Linked DNA regions of Mus musculus: all the other regions are linked to region 2. The links are chromatin contacts, called in public HiChIP or PLAC-seq and Micro-C maps. All regions are on one chromosome and are shown on one strand. The core of a region is the stretch at or near the end of the contact, and the rest is flanking DNA. Distances in the headings are between cores, read along the strand shown. Region 1 overlaps Gm46143 (a long non-coding RNA gene). Region 2 overlaps Mir100hg (Mir100 Mirlet7a-2 Mir125b-1 cluster host gene). Region 3 overlaps Gm35940 (a long non-coding RNA gene).

Region 1 (2,700 bases), core at 69-2,568, 290 kb before region 2:
GTATTCAGGACCTTCCTTGGCAACATAGCAACTTTGAGCCAGCCTGGGCTACCTGAAATGTTTTTTGCTTTTTTTTTTTCTTTCTCCACACACAATAGATATAACACCTATTAAACTTGCTAGGTGAGGCACTATAGAGACATTCCCAGCCACCTTTCAAACCCCCTCACAGAGCATGTCACTCTCAGGAAGTGTTAAGTCACGTGTGCTGATTTCTGAGCCTGGGAGAATGGTGTCCTGGGAGACTAGTACTTCATGTCCCAGCAAAGCAGCCTCAGCACAGCCTGGTGTTCTGGCCTGAGTTCCTGCTGGGTGGTGAGAGCCAATCAGCAAAAGCCTCGAGCTGTTCCTCCCCTGAACAATGGAAACGTGGAATGGTGTGACTGGCCAGGTGCCAGGCAGCTGTTCTGTGAGTCCTTGGAGGATAGCAATGGTCTCACATTGCAGAGAGGGATTTAGTTAAACCTGAAGAAGTATTTCCTGAGTATAGGCACCACGAGAGGTTGGAATGTAAGGTTAAGAAAGGCTTGAATGCCTTTCTTTGGGAATAGTGAAAAAAGAAGAAGGGGGAAAAGCTCCCCCAATCCATCTATGTGAGTGCTGTGCTGCCAAGAGGCAGAAAGATGGATTTGTTCCTTTGAGAGCAAGGAGTTGTCAGTATTGAGAAACAGGGTCTGCTTCTTCTCTCCCCTCACCTTTCATAATAGAGAACTCTTCAGTGCTCCCACAGAGCACCACAAGCCTCACCTGCTCTGATAACTGACCACACCATGCTTCTCCCCTCCCTCCCCAAACATCTGCTTCAGCTCTTTATCAGCATCACTTAACTGTACTGAGTGTGTAGCCTCCAGTGTGTTCAGGAAATGGGGTTCCCTGAAGCAAGAGACCAACCTCAATTAAAGCTTCAGGTGTCCAAACAGACCGTGGAATACACCACGAAATGTCACCTGAACTGCCTTCCCTCTGTGAGCAAGCAGCACTTACTGTGGGTTTTTCTTTGTGACTACATTCCCCAGAATTCTGTCTGCTCCTCCACAGCAAATGCATCCTTATTGGCTTTGTGAGTTAAGGATATGCAAAACCTTGTACTTCATTGTCTTACTCCTGCCAACAGAATACGTGCAGGTAAAAGTCACTGGTAAATCCCCCAGATGAAAGATAAATGAAGCTTTTGAGAGGTACAGTATTGGCGAGGCCTGGATCCACAAAATCGTTAACCTTTAGAATTGTGGAAGTCGTCAACCCAATGGTAAAGGGTGTGGCTTTCTACAAACATTGTGGTGAGCACCTTGGCGGAATTTCCAGCCCCACACAATCTCTCACAAATGACCTCACTCATCCAAGTGTTTTCAATCCTCTTAGCATCCTACAGACACACTTGGTCCTGGCCTGCTAAGAACAAAGTGCCGATGCCTCGGTTCAAGCTCAAACACTGTGTTTTCGAGGCTTGATCTTTATCTACTTCAAGGTCAAGACTATTTAACTGTGGGTTTATTTCATGGAACTGTACCATTTGCTGATTTCTTCCCAAGAGATCTTTGGAGTATTTCCTGGGCCTTTGGATCTATGAACAGCATGCTCGAACTAGAGGCCAAGAATCTGGTTTTTGTTTTTGTTTTTGTTTTTTGTTTTGTTTGTTTGTTTGTTTACAGCAAATGAAACTAAAAGTGCTTTAGATTTTAGATTCAAAAAACAGTTGGAGATATACCCATATATATATATGTGTGTGTGTGTGTGGTTGTGTGTATGGTATGTGTGTGTTTGTGTGTGTATGTGTGTCTGTCTCTGTGTGTGTGTGTTTAGATATAGATATATTTGGGACAGCAACCATGTCTAGACATGCAGTCATTTGCGTGTAATTTGTGTGTGAGGCCTGTTGTTGATGTTGCTGTAATAAAACACCACGACCAAAAGGGACTTATGAAAGATAGAGTTTATTTTGACTACAGTTTCAGAGGGGGAGTCCATAATGGTGGGGGAGGCATGGAAGCTGACAACGGGAGCAGCAAGTCCAGAGATCACTCCTGCAAAGACCAAACCCAAAGTAGAGAATGAAGCAGAACTTGGGCAAAGCTATAAAACTCTTAAAGCACCCCATCTCCTCCAGTGATCTTCCTCAAGTCAGTGCCACCTCCAAAGGTTCTATAACCTCCCCAAGCAGTGCCACCAACTGGGCAGTAAATGCTCGAATTCTTGAGCCTGCGGAGATCATTTCCTGGGCAAATGACCACAAGCTCTATGTGACTTTTAAATTAGCATCTTCAGAACCTCCACCATGACCTGCCATCCCCACTCCTTCCAAGGGAAGGGGTGGGAAGAGAGGTTGAACTCCCAATACTTTAAGATTTGGGAGACCTCTTGCCTTTTCTCTTCATCAAGGAGCCAAGTGTTGGTTTGACCACTGTCTCTATCTGCTGGTTCTTTTCCCACTAGGCTCTGTTATCAACAGCTCATCCAAAGCAAAATTGCCACCAATTGGAGTGGGAACATTCCATCTGTGTTCAAATCATCTCCTCTCCCCGGGTGCCGTGCTCTGTGCATGGAACATGCAGGATATCTAAGAAATGACAGATTCTGTTGTCACAGTCCCAGAACCACAGGAGCAGGAGATCAGTAGAAAGTCACAACCAACCCCTGTTGTTCACTGGAAAAAACTACAAAAGCCTCACATGAGGGAGACATCAAATAAAGTAACTTAAT
Region 2 (2,754 bases), core at 126-2,625:
TCAAGGGCTAGACAGGTGGTACAAAGCTTACTTAGTGTGCATATATCTAGGGTTTGACACCCAGTGCCACACATACAAAAAATATGCACACAAACACACACATTCATATGCATGCCTATGCATGCATATACACGGGTATGCACATGATATCCCTCTTGCATCTGTCATTCACTCAAGTTATAGAAAGGCAGGGAAATTGGCCCAAAATATGTCAGGCTTATGAATAAACTTGGTTGGCCAGTAAGCTGGCTCAGTGGGTAAGACATCTGCTGTCAAACCTGATGGTGTGTGTTCGATCCCTAGGACTCATAGTGGAGAGTGAGGACCAACTCCTCAAGTTGTCCTCTGGTTTTCACAGGTATGCCATGGCATATGCACATACCCCCTACAAACACGGAGTGCCAAGGAGTAAAAAGAGGCTCTCTTATCATATTGGGTATCCCATACCTGATGCTTCTTTCTCCACTCCCTGAATGGAAACTCCCTGAGATGAGTCTGTTTAGTTGGTTCTTACAGTATTTATTGAGTCCTGTAGAGAGAATATCTTGTGTATTGTATGAATGCATCATCGGTCAAGGAAAAAGCCTATGGCCTATTGCTTAGGCAGAAAATATAAGAAGAGACATCTGGGAGAAGAAAAAATTCTAGGAGAGATTCACTAGGAAGATATGTCAAGACAGACACGTGGTACCTGAGCACAGGTAACCAGCCATGTGGCAGAACGTAGGCTAGACAAAATGGAATATTTTAAGCAATATCTAGTCAGAGAATAGCCTAGCTATATGGCAAATATATTTGTAAGTATATTTTGGATCTGAGTCTTATTTTTGGGGACACAGGACTAGGAGGGAGAACCGGGGCTTAACTTCAACAGAGTCCTCTAGTTAGAATGGACATTCAACCAAAATATGAATCTTCATTCCTAGAACCACGTTCAGGCCATAGAAACCACTAGATTTTGACTTGCTGGGCTGTCAAATAAAGAATGGTCTTTGTTAAGACTCGGTCTCATAGCCCTTCTATAACTATAGCTGCTGCATCCCCCCCCCCCACTCTAGCCCATTAGTGTAGCTTAGAGTTCTCTGGAATGCTTGTGGGACGCGCTCTTTGCGGTCATCATTAGGTCCACTTTCCTAACTAAACTTGGAAGTGTTTTATGATAGGAACTATGTTTCACAACATCACAATTTCTGTGTGAAAAGAGTAAGAATTCAATAAATGCCTCCTGCCCGATAATTGAGAGAATGGGGAGGAATGTTTCTCTTGTAATTACGAATGTTACAGATTTATGACTGAACCTCATATCTCAGACTCTGCCTGGACTTCCAAGTCTTCCATAGACCAAACTGGAGAAGCCGTGAGTCACTCTGCTTGGAGGGGAGGGGCGTGTGTTTGTGCAGGATATGTTTCCCAACCTCGATGAATCATGTGTATAATCGCCCAAACTGCATCCTGTCTGGGGAAGTAACCAAAACCCCTATTTCTGGCCCAATGGCTTTTTGGTTTATGAGTAAATGCCACTGGCATGCCATTAAATAAATGCCCTCAGAAAGCCCTCAGCTAGTGCCATACCTACAATAGTCAGGCTTGTGACAGATCAGTCATGCCTTGAGAACACGAGGTGAAGACCCATCTTTCTCAGCTTGTCTCTCTCTGGCACACTGCTGCCAAGTTCTGACTGAATGTTGTGATGCTCCTTCCCAAACTATAGGTCAAGTCATTCCCTTGCCCACCATCAATGAGCCCAGCATCTACAGAGAAGTTCTGAATTTTGTGTGTGCTGCACACACGTACATGTGCAAGCCTGTGCATATATTTGTGTGGGAGTAGAGGCCAACATCGGGTGCCCTTCCTGATTGATCTCTCCTTGGTTTTTTTGTTTGTTTTGTTTTGTTTTGTTTTGTTTTGTTTTGTTTTGTTTTGTTTTGACGGGGTCTTTCATTGAAGTTGGAGCTCACCAAGTCAGCTAGACTGACTAGCCAGTGAGCCTCAGAGATTCTCCAGTCTCCACCTTCCAAGGACGGGAGTTACAGGCACACACTGCTGCACTCAGAATTATTTTACAGAGGTGCTGAGGATTGGTCCCAGTTTGTCATACATACACAGCAAGAATTTTATCATCTGAGCTATCTGCCTAGTGTGACATCTCACTTTCTTTTAATTCTTAAAAATGTTTATATGTGTAAATGTTTGCCTGTTTGTATGTATGTGTTCCATGTGCATGCCTGGTACCCAAAGAGACCAGAAGAAGGCATTGGATCCTCTAGAATTGACCTTATAGATGGTTATGGGTCACTATGTGGGTACTGAGAACTGAACTCTGGTTCTCTGCAATAGAGAAAGTGCTCCTAACCACTGAGCCTTCGCCCCAGCCCCAAGACGTAACTTTTAAACCTATTGTCCAAGTTCCTCTAGAATCCGAACCCAGGCTATTTCACTCACTTTACTTCCTCTTCCCTCAATACCACAAGCTCCCATTTAACACAGCCAACAGATGCCTTTTCTGAATATACACAAAGCCTCACCTTCACTCTGTGATTTCGTTCCCTCTATCCTTCTTATAACTGCCGTCTCCTCCAATGTCTGAGGGTCAGAAATCTGTATTTCCTCAGACCTCACCCAATAGTGATTTCTCTACCCTGTCCACTGTGCTTGTCTCACAGGGGAAATTAACTTCTCCTTGGAGGACGCTGAGGCTTCTAATGTATATTATAGACACGTGTACACAATTGGCTCTCGGATAAACCCTTGCTT
Region 3 (2,700 bases), core at 47-2,546, 330 kb before region 2:
GTGATGGAAGGCGGCTTGATGCTTCACACACTTGATCTAAGGTCCTACATGTTTATCATCTCCTAATTAGAATCCTCAAGAAGTCACTACATGCATTAAAAACAAAAAACAAAACAGAACAAAACAACTGGTTGTCCAATCATTCTCGGCTTGCTCCTACAGAACATTCAAAAAGGTCTGAAGGTTATGAGGCCATTGACAGGCAGAGCAAAGGAGAAAGGACTGTTTCAGAGCGACCGTGGTTTATCTTGATCTCCGACAGTCTGAACACAGTGTAGAAAGTGAGAGGGTCCATCTGCCTGATTGAGTTCATTAGACAGAAGCCCCATTTCCCTCATTTGGGCAAAGTTCTAGCACTGGGTCTCCAGGCTCGACCTGAACTTTAAGGCAATTAGGCTTTTGGCTGCCTGTCTTCTTGTCCGGGCTATGTTCTTATGCCAGCCCTTAGGAGGCTGCATGTTTCACTCTTCCCTGTGTCTGCAGCTATTCCAACAGTCCAGCAGCCAAATCTTGGCTGTCTATGTCAAAAGTTCTCATTGCATTCCCTTCCAGGCCCACAGGTTTTCATGCTATGGAAAGTATATAAGCCGCCTTGTTCCTGCCTTTCTCGCTCTCCTGCTTTACTGATGAATTGTAACACAGCTCCATTTCTCCCTTCTTCATGGGTTTTCTCTTCTCAGTAGGGCAGGGGAAAACTTTCTTTAAAAGCAACTCCTGGAACATCTCAATCCTTTGGTTCTGCTTGGATCAGAGTAGCCAGTCATTTCCCCATGGTCCTTGGTGGTTTGGTGGTTCTGGCACCGCTTGGGATGATGGAATCTCACTCGGAAATGCTTGCTATGAGGCGTGGCTCAAGCCACTTTCTCTTTCTTCCAGCCAACAGCAAAGCAGCCTGCATTCCTGTGACATTGCTGTGTTTGGGACAGATCCTTTGAAAAGGAAGTGTCCCAACTGGATTTATAGCCATGTTCCTTCTCCATATGTTTATCAACCAAGTTCTTGTGTCCCTCTTGCTCTGCGGGGAGTCTTGAGGCTCCTTTACATCAATGTTTTACATTCTTTCCTGTTTTTCCCCACTCACTCTGAATCCTTAGAGCCCATCCTTTCTTAAGTAGCTCTTCTGTGTCTAGAATCCTGCTTTTCACTATCCTGGCTTTCCATCCCTTCCACGAACTCTTAGCATGGTACCATGGTGCCCTGGAAGGAACATTGAGTGGGTGGCTACATAACTGTGTGACCTCGGGCATGCTACACCACTGCTTTGGGTCTTTGCCTTTTTCTTCTAAACACATGGACTGAATCAAATTATGTTTAAGGGGCCCTTCCTGCTGGGGAAGCATGCTGTGAAGTGTGGGGACTTTCAAAAGCCCTGGAATGCATTGCTCAGCGGAAAATTAGTTGAATCAGTTTGTGGTAGTCTATGATAACAATTCTGGTGACCCTGATCTTCTGACCCAATAGGCTGACTTCTTCCTTCAGTATTCTTCTTAATGCTATCTTAAGATAGACTTTGTGAGTTTCCCAGCTTCATGTGTTACCATTTCTGGCTCTTTCTTATTGATCAGTTCATCACTGGCCACTGAACACAAGTTTTGAAAGTCTTTCATAGTCTGCTTTCTCTTCAGATCTTATAAATCTTTCATTTAAACAAAGTTTTTTTTTCATTCATTCACTCATCCATTTGTTCTCCATTGTACTAGACACTGTCTACAGCTCAGGGAATTGATGCTCAAAGAAATTTAATTTTATTGTTTAAATACTGTTTAGAAAGGACAGCTTTTATCTGCATGTGTCAGTATTGTTTTTAAAACTGTCTTTCAGTTCATTGTATTGGTTTAGAGAGCAAATAAAAAATAAACAAACAAAACCCAGAACTTATTAAAAAAAAGATTTATTCAATTTGGGAGTAAGTATTTCAGGCTGGCTGCAGGTTCCCATGGAAATATTTTGATTCAAATCACTGGATCTGAATCAAACATTAGGGCTTCACTTGGAAACATGGGCCTCACTTAAATCTTCATTGTTACACCTTAAGAATGTCACTTTTTAACATTGCTATAATGACAGATGGGCTGAGTAGGTGTGTGATTCTTACAGTAAGAAAATTAAGGCAGGCACTGCTCAGGAAGATTTTTCTTTGGCTTCTTTATAGTGATTCAGTGAGAAGTAGGCATGAAAAATTACATTGAAGGTAAAACCTCAATATTATGGTCTTCTTTCTTAGTGCTCTATTGCTGTGAAAAGACAGGATGGCCATGGGCATTCATATATGCACATGTATACACACATGCACACACACACACACACACTTAACTGAAATTACAGTTCAGAGGTTTCATCCATTATCATGGTAGAAGCATGACAGCACACAGGTATTCATGGTGCTGGAAATGAAGCTATGAACTTCACGTGTGGATCCACAGGCAGCAGGAAGACAGAGCAACTAGGCCCATCTCCAGTGACACACTTCCTTCAATTAGGCCACACCTCCTAATCCTTTCAAATAGTGCCACTCCTTGATGTCTACACGTTCAAATATAAGATCTTCAAACCCGTCTCTTCAAACCACCACATCAGGCCTTTAGCTTCTTAAAACATGGGTGTAGCTGAATGTGGGGATCAGAAAATTTTAGCAGTGATGTACGGCTCTCAAGCACATAACCATCAAAATTAATTTAAAACCAACCCTATGGTGAACCT

What was found. Hi-C and Micro-C count contacts between places; a contact is called where the count stands out from the background. HiChIP or PLAC-seq counts read pairs in DNA pulled down with a chosen protein or histone mark.
Region 1: an HNF4G HiChIP or PLAC-seq map of pancreatic cancer cells shows a contact between it and region 2. The contact joins two enhancer-like sites. A contact is called at or near these places in 1 of 484 Hi-C or Micro-C datasets (cerebellum), 2 of 115 datasets of contacts at active chromatin or transcription factors (heart atrium and pancreatic cancer cells) and 1 of 9 other capture datasets (embryonic stem cells).
Region 3: a contact with region 2 is called in a Micro-C map of the HL-1 cell line, with 6 times the contacts expected there. The contact joins two enhancer-like sites. A contact is called at or near these places in 19 of 484 Hi-C or Micro-C datasets (3T3-L1-derived adipocytes, the C2C12 cell line, the F1.1 cell line and 13 more), 10 of 115 datasets of contacts at active chromatin or transcription factors (the NIH/3T3 cell line, astrocytes, craniofacial prominence and 6 more) and 1 of 9 other capture datasets (embryonic stem cells).

Annotation. Positions count from the first base shown.
Region 1 is chr9:41,764,364-41,767,063 of GRCm38.p6, reverse strand. Gm46143 (a long non-coding RNA gene) reads right to left here. Exons shown (of 2, transcript XR_001779341.1): 2 at 1,919-2,700. Among named protein-coding and RNA genes, the nearest start is that of Gm46143, 5.4 kb to the right of the region's middle. Within about 2 kb of position 1,318, at least 95 of the 459 cell types and tissues checked have an H3K27ac peak or open chromatin away from gene starts, as enhancers often do. A contact at or near this core is called in pancreatic cancer cells, where this site is marked.
Region 2 is chr9:41,478,907-41,481,660 of GRCm38.p6, reverse strand. All of the region lies in intron 3 of Mir100hg (Mir100 Mirlet7a-2 Mir125b-1 cluster host gene), which reads right to left. Among named protein-coding and RNA genes, the nearest start is that of Mir100, 51 kb to the left of the region's middle. Within about 2 kb of position 1,375, at least 83 of the 459 cell types and tissues checked have an H3K27ac peak or open chromatin away from gene starts, as enhancers often do. A contact at or near this core is called in the HL-1 cell line, the NIH/3T3 cell line, adipose-derived mesenchymal stem cells and 6 more, where this site is marked.
Region 3 is chr9:41,807,632-41,810,331 of GRCm38.p6, reverse strand. The region is part of intron 1 of Gm35940 (a long non-coding RNA gene); the gene reads right to left. Among named protein-coding and RNA genes, the nearest start is that of Gm35940, 3.3 kb to the right of the region's middle. Within about 2 kb of position 1,296, at least 60 of the 459 cell types and tissues checked have an H3K27ac peak or open chromatin away from gene starts, as enhancers often do. A contact at or near this core is called in the HL-1 cell line, the NIH/3T3 cell line, adipose-derived mesenchymal stem cells and 6 more, where this site is marked.